Regions from separate parts of the Mus musculus genome. Here region 1 is linked to region 2. Evidence: chromatin contacts called from public ChIA-PET data. All regions are on one chromosome and are shown on one strand. The core of a region is the stretch at or near the end of the contact, and the rest is flanking DNA. Distances in the headings are between cores, read along the strand shown.

Region 1 (4,351 bases), core at 819-3,318, 64 kb after region 2:
TGAGATGAATCATAATATAATTATCATAGTCTGTCTTAAGTATACTAAATGTATTGAATCCATCATCTGTGGAGGAAATGGAAATTCTCAGAAATTTTTTGTTGTGCAGGAAATGATGGAAAACCTTTTCTTGTTCTACCCCAAACATAAAATCATTAAAATACAGATCCTGGAAGAGATGGGTGAATTGTCTGATGTTTACTGTCTGTAGCTTTATGAACTTCAAGAAGGAACTTCTAAGAATAGCGACTCTGAGTGTTTCAGACCACTAGTGAACTGTCAGGTACAGGAGCACCACTCTCTCATCATCTCCTAGGATTATCTACCTCCCTCAGCAACTTCAAGCAACATGTTTCTATCTTTTATAAGCTTGCTGTATCAAATGTCTGCTGCTGTACCCTGAGTGATGTGCACCTGTGCCAGCAACTGGGCAGTATCATATAGATTCCATCTCCCCCCTACTTATCCCACTTGCCTGTGACAGGGTGTTAGCTGTTAGATGGCCCCCATTTGACTAGTAGGTGCAAGTTCCTGAATTCAAACTCCAGCAAAATAAACACAGAGAGAGAGAGAGAGAGAGAGAGAGAGAGAGAGAGAGAGAGAGAGAGAGAAAGAGAGAGAGAAAGAGAGAGAGAGAGAGAGAGAGGATAAAGGTATTAAGGTTTACTTAACTCCTTATGAATAGATATATAGACTTTTTATATACTTACAGTTCATATAATATATGCCAGCCTTTTCTGTTTGTTCACCAATCGCAGTCATTTCGGTGCACTCTTCATTTACACTGTAAAATAGAGTGATCTTTTATATAAGGGATTTTGATCTGTCTGGCTTCTTGACCATCTACACTATATATATCTCCAGTTTTTTATTCCATTTTACTTTTGACTTTATTTGTAAAATTAGCAAAAAGCTTTTGTTTATGTTATTTTATTTATATCAGATGTTTTAGCAATCACAAATTTGCCTATTATTTTAAAAAAGAAAACGACAATCACTTCTCATCCCTATTACAACTGCAACTACTTCCAAGTTTCACCATTGCTGTGCTTCAGCCAGTGGTGTAGATTATCAGCCAGATAGCCACCATCTGCCTTAAATCAGCACTCTGTAATGTTGCCTGATGTGGCTCCCAGATCCTCAGAGGAGAATTATTATTTTCTCCTTTACTGCAGGAAAACACAAGTAGAATAGGGTGGATTTATTTGGCTAACAACTAGTAAGAAAATTTTAATTCATGATCACATAATCTTAACTTGTGATATACTGTCTCATTAATGTGGTATCAGCAGTGTCTCTGATCTTTCCTTATCGAACTCCTAGTGAATTAATTCCTGTCACCAACCCTTGTCTCTGACTTTTGTAAAACCCCTGGTTATGAGATCTTGGTTCAGTGTCACATGGAGCATTCTAGTTTTGGATACAGGCTCAGTACGTGTGTGCACATGTGCATACTGAGAGTTATCTCTCTGCAACCCCAAGTGTGTTTGTAGGCATGAGACCATACCAGGTTTTCATTTCCTCTTTCTCAGCCAAGAGCATCTCACTTACATTAAATGGAATTTAAAGACTAAGGAATTCTCCAAGACAGTGATGTTTTCCACAAAAGCTCTCATGCTGCCATGTTCTTCTATCTTTTCTCTTTCATCAGAGGCTTCAGCAATAGAAAACCAATACCCACTAATCTGTAAGAGATAAGAAAAGGTTTAGGGGAGAAGGGGCAGGGAAACCTCACAGACATGTTTCTATTTGAACTCCGCACTATGGGTTAAGGCCTGAGCATACACAGGGGTAGATCTCATGCCAGTTGTCAAAATACTTAGTATACTGTCTCTGCCCCAAAGCCCATTCTGAATTACTATTCACTGATCCTACCTGTTCTACATTAAAGTTCCTTTCCATAGAACTAGATTCTTCTGCATGGATACAGACTAAAGTCAGTTCCAAACACAGGAGCAGAAGCAGCGGCAGCAGCAGCTTCATTTTGGTAGGGAATAGAATTGTCCTCCTGTCAGGACCACGTCTTTCAGGTTATAGTGCCTACACTCCACTCCCCAGCTCCTTTGCTTGTCCTTATATACTCTCTGGTTTCAGTGGACTTTTTTTTCTTCCCGTATGGGTCTGCATTACCTCAGTCAGGCTTTGTGGAATGTTTTTTCACTTATTGATGATAGGCCAAGGATTATTCCTGCCCTTTTCAAACTTGGCAATCTCATCACCTATGGATTGATTTAGTAGTCTTACATTTCACAAAACATATTCCCATGAGAACAGTGAATGTTTTAGAGAGCTGCCATCTGGAACTAGATGCAACTTTGGATCTTGCTTGTAATCAGAAAGTCAGTTTTGGAGGGGGTGGGGACTGACACTAGAAAGTCAAAGATGTAGAGATTCTTTGCTTTAAGACTTGACTGTGGAAGGAGTTGAGTCACTCAATTTTTGCAAAAGATTCATTTATTTTTCATGGTATGAGCATTGGTTTTGCATGTGTACCTGAGTACCATGCACAGGCCTGGTGCAGTGGAAGTCAGAAGAAGGAGTCCGATTCTTTGAAACGTGTTCTTGCTGAGAACCCAGGTTCAATTACCAGCACTCATGTGGCATCCCATAACCGACTCTAACTTCAGTTACAGGAAATCACCTACTTTCTTTTGACCCCTGTGGCCTCCTGTGCACATATAGTACATATAAACACTTTTAGGCACATATACATAAAAATAATAAATCTTAAATTAAAAAAAAAAGGATTATCAAGAAAAGTCTTCCATGGCTAAGCTAATAGCCGTAGCCTCCCAAAAGGCTTCAAAATTTAAACAGATAGCACTGACCTCAGAATCCTAACTGTTGTCAGTAGCCAGGTTGCAACAACTGTTTACCTTTGAGAACACTGGAATTCAACTGACTGGACATAATCTCATTAATGAAAAACGTAAGTATTGTGCAAAGTTGTATTTGCTGATTGAGGTCCAAGTACAAATCATGCCAAAAATCATGCTCCCAAAGACATACAGTTACAATTGGAACATATTTTGTATCAGTAGACATTTCATTTACCCTTGAACTAGAAACATAAACTACTGTTTGATGTGAGGAAATAAAGAATTCAAGAATGAGGCAAATACTTGATATGCTTCACTTCAACTTTGAATCAGTTTTATATGGTATGTACTATTTTATTCTTCTTACCATAGTATTAGTAAGACTCAGAAAGATTAAGTAACTGCATAAGGTCATATAGTCAGTCAATGTGAGAACTTAGATTTAAACCCAAGACTCTCTAACTCAGGAGCCTTTGTTCTTATTGACTCCACTACAGAGGTCAGGATGTTTTACAATGTAGGGGGGAATGGTTAAATAGGGAAAGAGGAATAGATAGTGCTATAGAGTTCCAGACATGTCAGACTGGCAGATACTAGCAAAGAAACTGCACATGGTTTCTTTAAAATAAGAGGAGTTGGTGAGGCCCAAGATTGAATGTGGCAATGACAACTGGCTCTCTTTGGTCTACAAGGGTTTGGTAGATGCTCTACTAGGGGATTATCACATTCTTCCCCCCTTCTCCTCCTCCTCCCTCTCCTCCTCTTCTTCCTCCTCCTTCCCCTCCTCCTCCTCCTCTTCCTCTTCTTTCCACCCTCTTCCATTTTTCATTGATATGTGCACACCTGTGAACACACTAATGCTTTTGATAATATATGCAGAAATCAGCACAGGACATCAATTGTCTCCCTCTATCTATTTTTACATCATCCCCTCGAGTAAGGGTCTCCCTCTGAATCTGGGAATTAGTGTGTTTCAGATAGGCTGGATGTCCACCAGTCCCAGCAATCCTCCAGTCTCCACCATCTACCCAGTGGTGGGGTTAAAAGCAGCCCTGACCAGCTATTTAATGTGAGATCTGCACTGGACTTGAGCTTACACTGAGCTTCTGAATGGTCTTAGATCTGTGGCAATCCTCCTGCTCCAGCCTCCTGAATGCTGGGATTATGGGTGGTAGCACCTCATCTGGCTATGGACTATTGCTTTTCTAGTAATGAACTAGAAGTTACTTCTACAGCAGAAAGCAACAATGAGTTCCTTCCACTCCCGACTTCAGCTCAGGCACCTTCCTTGTCACTAAGCATGTTAACACTCCTTAGCATGTGTAGACTGTTCATGTGACTGAAAAGCTGAAGGAGTCAAGAAATGACTAGACAAAGTGTGTGGGTTAGGGTTTTAAGAAGTTTACCTGTAACCAACAAACAGCCAGTTTGTAACTAAGTAGCATTTTTGAAACTAATAGGAAAATGATTTAATGCCCTTGACCTGTGTCTCACACTCAACAAATTAAACAAATAACGCATTCAGAAAGCCT
Region 2 (4,498 bases), core at 1,477-3,976:
GGAATCTTTTTGCTGCAGGAGGGGTAGGCATTGGGCCAGACCACAGGAAAAAGGCTCAGATTAAGAAATATTTACACTTGAGTTAATGAAAAGCTCAGAGCAGCCTTAGCAAGGCTTGTATGGCATTTCATTTGTTTTGTAATCCCTGCCTAGGGAAGTTGTTGTGTCCTCACCTGTCCTTGACTTTAGGGAATGATTTTTAAGTCAAAACAGCATTATTATAGGCCTATCCAGGTTTTGTTAAAAATGAAGTTTAAACTTAAGATTTATGAAAGGTCAATAAGGCTGTGGAAATTCTAAGGGCATTACAATCTGGATTGCCTACTCCATATAGAATTATTATGGATTTGGAAGTTTATGTTTTCCTTTGCATCCTGTAATTGTAAAGGGTTTGCTTCTAGTGAGCTTGTGATCATTGGAAAGTTTTGACTCTGGGTATGTCTAATAGCCTTACATTATGTAAACTAAAAATAATAATAAAATTTTTTTTAAAGATTTATTTATTCATTATATGTAAGTACACTGTAGCTGTCTTCAGACACTCCAGAAGAGGGCGTCAGATCCTGTTATGGATGGTTGTGAGCCACCATGTGGTTGCTGGGATTTGAACTCCTGACCTTTGGAAGAACAGTCGGGTGCTCTTACCCACTGAGCCATCTCACCAGCCCAATAATAAAAATTTTTGTCTGTGGTTCAATACAAGAACCTAGGACTTTAAATCTTTCAGTGTATATTGCTTATTATGTTATTTTATTACCTATTCCCTCTTAAGGGAAATTTAGTATAAACCTTTGCTCTTACACAATGAGCTTGAAGATTTTTGGAGTAATTGTTGCTCCAGAAAAGATTCAAAAAGCAATATCTTTTTCAATATTTGGGGCTTCAGTTATATCCTAGAAAAATTGTGGTACAGAAAATTCAAGAAAGAAAACATGATTTGCTTACTTCAAATTATTTTCTAAAGGTTCCAGGAGATGTCAATTGACTAAAACCTCACCTTAATCTCACCACAGGAGGATCTAAGCCTTTGTTAGATGTTATCCAGGGATATGCAAATTTACTGGTGAGAAACAAAAACCTTTCAGAAAGTAGAGGAAGCTTCTGTAATCAAGTGTTATCAATTTTAATCAATGGTAATCAAATGTTAACTGCTTATTTTAGTTAGTTACTGAATGAGCCAACAGCAATTCTTTGGTAAAGGAAGTATTTATGTGAAATCATCTTTCTTCATCTCCAAGTATAGTTTTAACATCCTTTTATGAAGCTGTCATGGTGTTAATAAAAAATAATGTAGGATAGAATCATGAAGGGAGTTTAGAAAAAAAGTCTTAAAAACCAGACAAGAAACCTATTCCTTGTTTCAAACAGAAATTAAATAGGTTTTTGAGGAATATTGATATTTGGCCTATTGCATAGTAAACTTTTAGGTAAGTTTATAATCATTATACAAAGATAAGTTAAAATTTGCTTCTATGCATGCTTTTTATTTCTTGAAAATTGATGTTTGCATCCTATAAAGAGTACATCTACTGTATTTATAAACAGCTCTTCTATAGGAGAGAAGTATATGTGATTGGATCACATGTATATTCTTTTGAGTTTCTTCCTACTTCAGCACAGATAATTAAATTCTGTGCTGTAGCCAGTGTTTTGAAATGTTGAAAAAGAAAAACCAACTTTTAATTTTTATACGGATAGCATATATATATATATATATATATATATATATATATATATATATATATACACACACACACACACATTGGCTCACAGTTGCTGAAATTGTTCCTTTCTTAGATACTGCTACTTCTCAAATTTTGCAACTGTTTATGCACATACAACTCAAGTTAAGAGAAAATACTGTTCCTTTAAAGGAGTGTCCCTGGACCTTTAAGAACTCATCCTGTACTGCCCGGACAAGACCCCTTAAGGCAATGGCACAGCAGATTTGTATCTTAGGAAAATTATAGGCCTTAAACAAGAACAATTGGTCATATAATCTCATTTTTTACATCATCAAAATAGTAATGGCTTGAGATAATAATTTGGTTTTTTTTAGAGAATGTTCATGTCAAATTATAAAGACTTGTTCTCAGAGACCTCAATTTCTATCTGTTCCAATGAATGGTGTTAAAATCTCGAGGACTTGTACTTAATCAATTATTGCAAAGGGACACTCATATTTCTGATCTTAGAAACATAAAATATGTATATGTGACTATTGACACATTTTCAGGCTTTCTAGTTGTAATTGCTTTAACAAGAAAAGGAACTAAAACTGTAATTAGAAATTGCCTACATTAACTTTTTTTATGCTTTGTGTTCCAAATCAGATCAAACAGAAAATGGGACGGGCTATTACAGTCAACCATTTGAGATGTTTTGTTAAAAATTTAATGTTACCCTTGTTACTGGGATTTTATATAATTCTCAAGGACAAGGCATTGTTGGACTTTAAAACAATATCTTCTTAAAAAACAAAAAAGCAGGATTATATCCTGGTGCACATTATTTAAATCATGCATTTTATTTTTAAAATTTAAAATTTTGGATGCCAAGGAACTCTTTGCTGCGTGTCAATAGCATCCTACAGCTAGGAATACTCATGCCTAGGTGAGATGGAAAGATCTACTTATTGGTATATGGCATGATCCTGATCAGGTATTTAGATGGGCAAGAGGGCATGTTTGTGTTTTTTCTGCAGAGTGTTTCAGGGTCATGCTTGCTGCCAGAGTGATTGGTGTGATATGACGACACAAAAGAATAATGCTGAGCTGTGAGCTTGCTGAGTGCCCTGACAGTGGTGACAGGAAAGCTGTATTGAGTGTATGTTCTTGACCTACCATTGCTTGCCTATGTCCCAGATATGAGATGCTAAGCTGCCTTTCTTCAAGCTTTGATACCTTGTGGGACAGAGAACATAGATACTGTCGAAACTGACTTAGAAAAATTAATCAAAATGAGGAGTTATAATTACTCTTCTCTTTCCTTTAATGTGACCAGTTATTCTGACTCAATGATGGACTGACTGATCTAGAAATAAATCCAATGTTGGATATTCCAATTACGAAGACAGCTAAAAAATCTTTATCAGCCAGCTTATCTAACTCTTACCACTATTGACCTGAGAAGTAACAGTTTTTTCTGTTGATTCTCAAAGCCACCTCCCCCACACTAGAAGGCCAGGCCCTGGGACTGATCTTTGCTAATTTGCAATTGAATTGAGTGTATGGGACATCCCCACAGAGGACTTTAATGCTTTTCTTTTTAACTTTTCACTTTGTATTTTAAGCAGGTTGGTTACTTCTAAACAGTTTCACCTTTAGCAAAGCTCAGATATGGCAGTTATTCATCACTATGAAGACATGCATTGAGCGCATATTGTGGCTTTGGGCTGAATGGGAGAAAGGTGTGTTATGCGTTCCAGTAGCCAAATACGGGCCACTGATGATTCTATGACTCTTATCAACCTAAGACAGAGGCATGTGACAAAAGGCCATGTTTGTATGTTATAAACACTAAAAGACCATGCTTGTGCAATTAAACACAAACAAACTGCACTTGTTCTCCAGGATGGGTCAGAAGAAGTATAGGCATTCAGACGTAAGCAGGCACAGCCACAAGCCACCATAATTCCCAGACAGGGACATGAAACATTAATAAATTTTATGCCCAAGTCAAGGTAATTTTTAATAAATAAAAAGGGAGGAACTGTCACTCCCTGCCCCCAGTTTTAAGCTGGATAAACAAGTCTATGACACTGGAGCCAGGCATCTGGTTCTGCTACATTTACATCTTCCTGCCAGAGAACTGAGAACTATTAGACCACTGAGCTGCTGAAGAGCCTATTTTGCAGCTCATTCCAGCTTAAACAAACAAAAGAACTCAGCCAAAACAAAGGGATGGGTCCGTGGTTTTTCCCATATGTATTCAGTGCCATACAATAAAGACTGATACTTGATCAGAGAACTTTGTCTTTGCTCATTATTTCTCTTGCCATCCTTCCTATCCAATCACATCTTTCCTTTTGAAAGTATAATGTAAAAACAAAATTTTAGGCCTTTAGGCCCAGGCTTGGGAATGTGACCTCTGTGACTTAATACTCAAAGGTATGCTAATTATAAAACAGAGACATTCCTCCACCCTCCTGCTTCCAGGGTTCAAAGAGTGTTCATTCAAAGAAAGTCACTCTTACCATTTCCGGAACCCACTATGCAAATGTGCTATTGTTAAGGGCTCTTAGAAACTGTCTTGAGAGATAACCAGAACAATTACCAGGTATTCCTTGTGACTCTTGTGACTTTGCACTTACTTGGGACTCTTAACTGGTATCTTTGGTATTTTCCAACAACACCCTCCCCACTTCCTTGAGTTGTGGTTTCTTCCTTTAAATACCCCCTTACCCAGCTACTCGGGGCGCCATGGTCCTCTACCCCTGTGTGGTATATGACCATGGGCCCAAGAGCTCTTGAATAAAAGTCCTCTTGCAGTTTGCAGC

The links. ChIA-PET counts read pairs in DNA pulled down with a chosen protein or histone mark.
Region 1: a contact with region 2 is called in an H3K27ac ChIA-PET map of liver, with 8 times the contacts expected there. The contact joins the promoter of Mup3 here to the enhancer-like site in region 2. A contact is called at or near these places in 5 of 484 Hi-C or Micro-C datasets (liver and nephron progenitors), 4 of 115 datasets of contacts at active chromatin or transcription factors (embryonic stem cells, epiblast stem cells and liver) and 1 of 9 other capture datasets (embryonic stem cells).

What each region holds. Positions count from the first base shown.
Region 1 is chr4:62,085,249-62,089,599 of GRCm38.p6, forward strand. It overlaps Mup3 (major urinary protein 3), which reads right to left and starts at 2,069. Exons shown (of 7, transcript NM_001039544.2): 1 at 1,876-2,069; 2 at 1,552-1,685; 3 at 711-784; 4 at 1-66. The coding sequence starts at 1,983. It overlaps Gm12909 (a long non-coding RNA gene), which reads left to right and starts at 3,360. Exons shown (of 3, transcript XR_881342.3): 1 at 3,360-4,351.
Region 2 is chr4:62,020,590-62,025,087 of GRCm38.p6, forward strand. It overlaps a transcript of Mup20 not described here. Among named protein-coding and RNA genes, the nearest start is that of Mup20, 31 kb to the right of the region's middle. Within about 2 kb of position 2,727, at least 8 of the 459 cell types and tissues checked have an H3K27ac peak or open chromatin away from gene starts, as enhancers often do. A contact at or near this core is called in embryonic stem cells and liver, where this site is marked.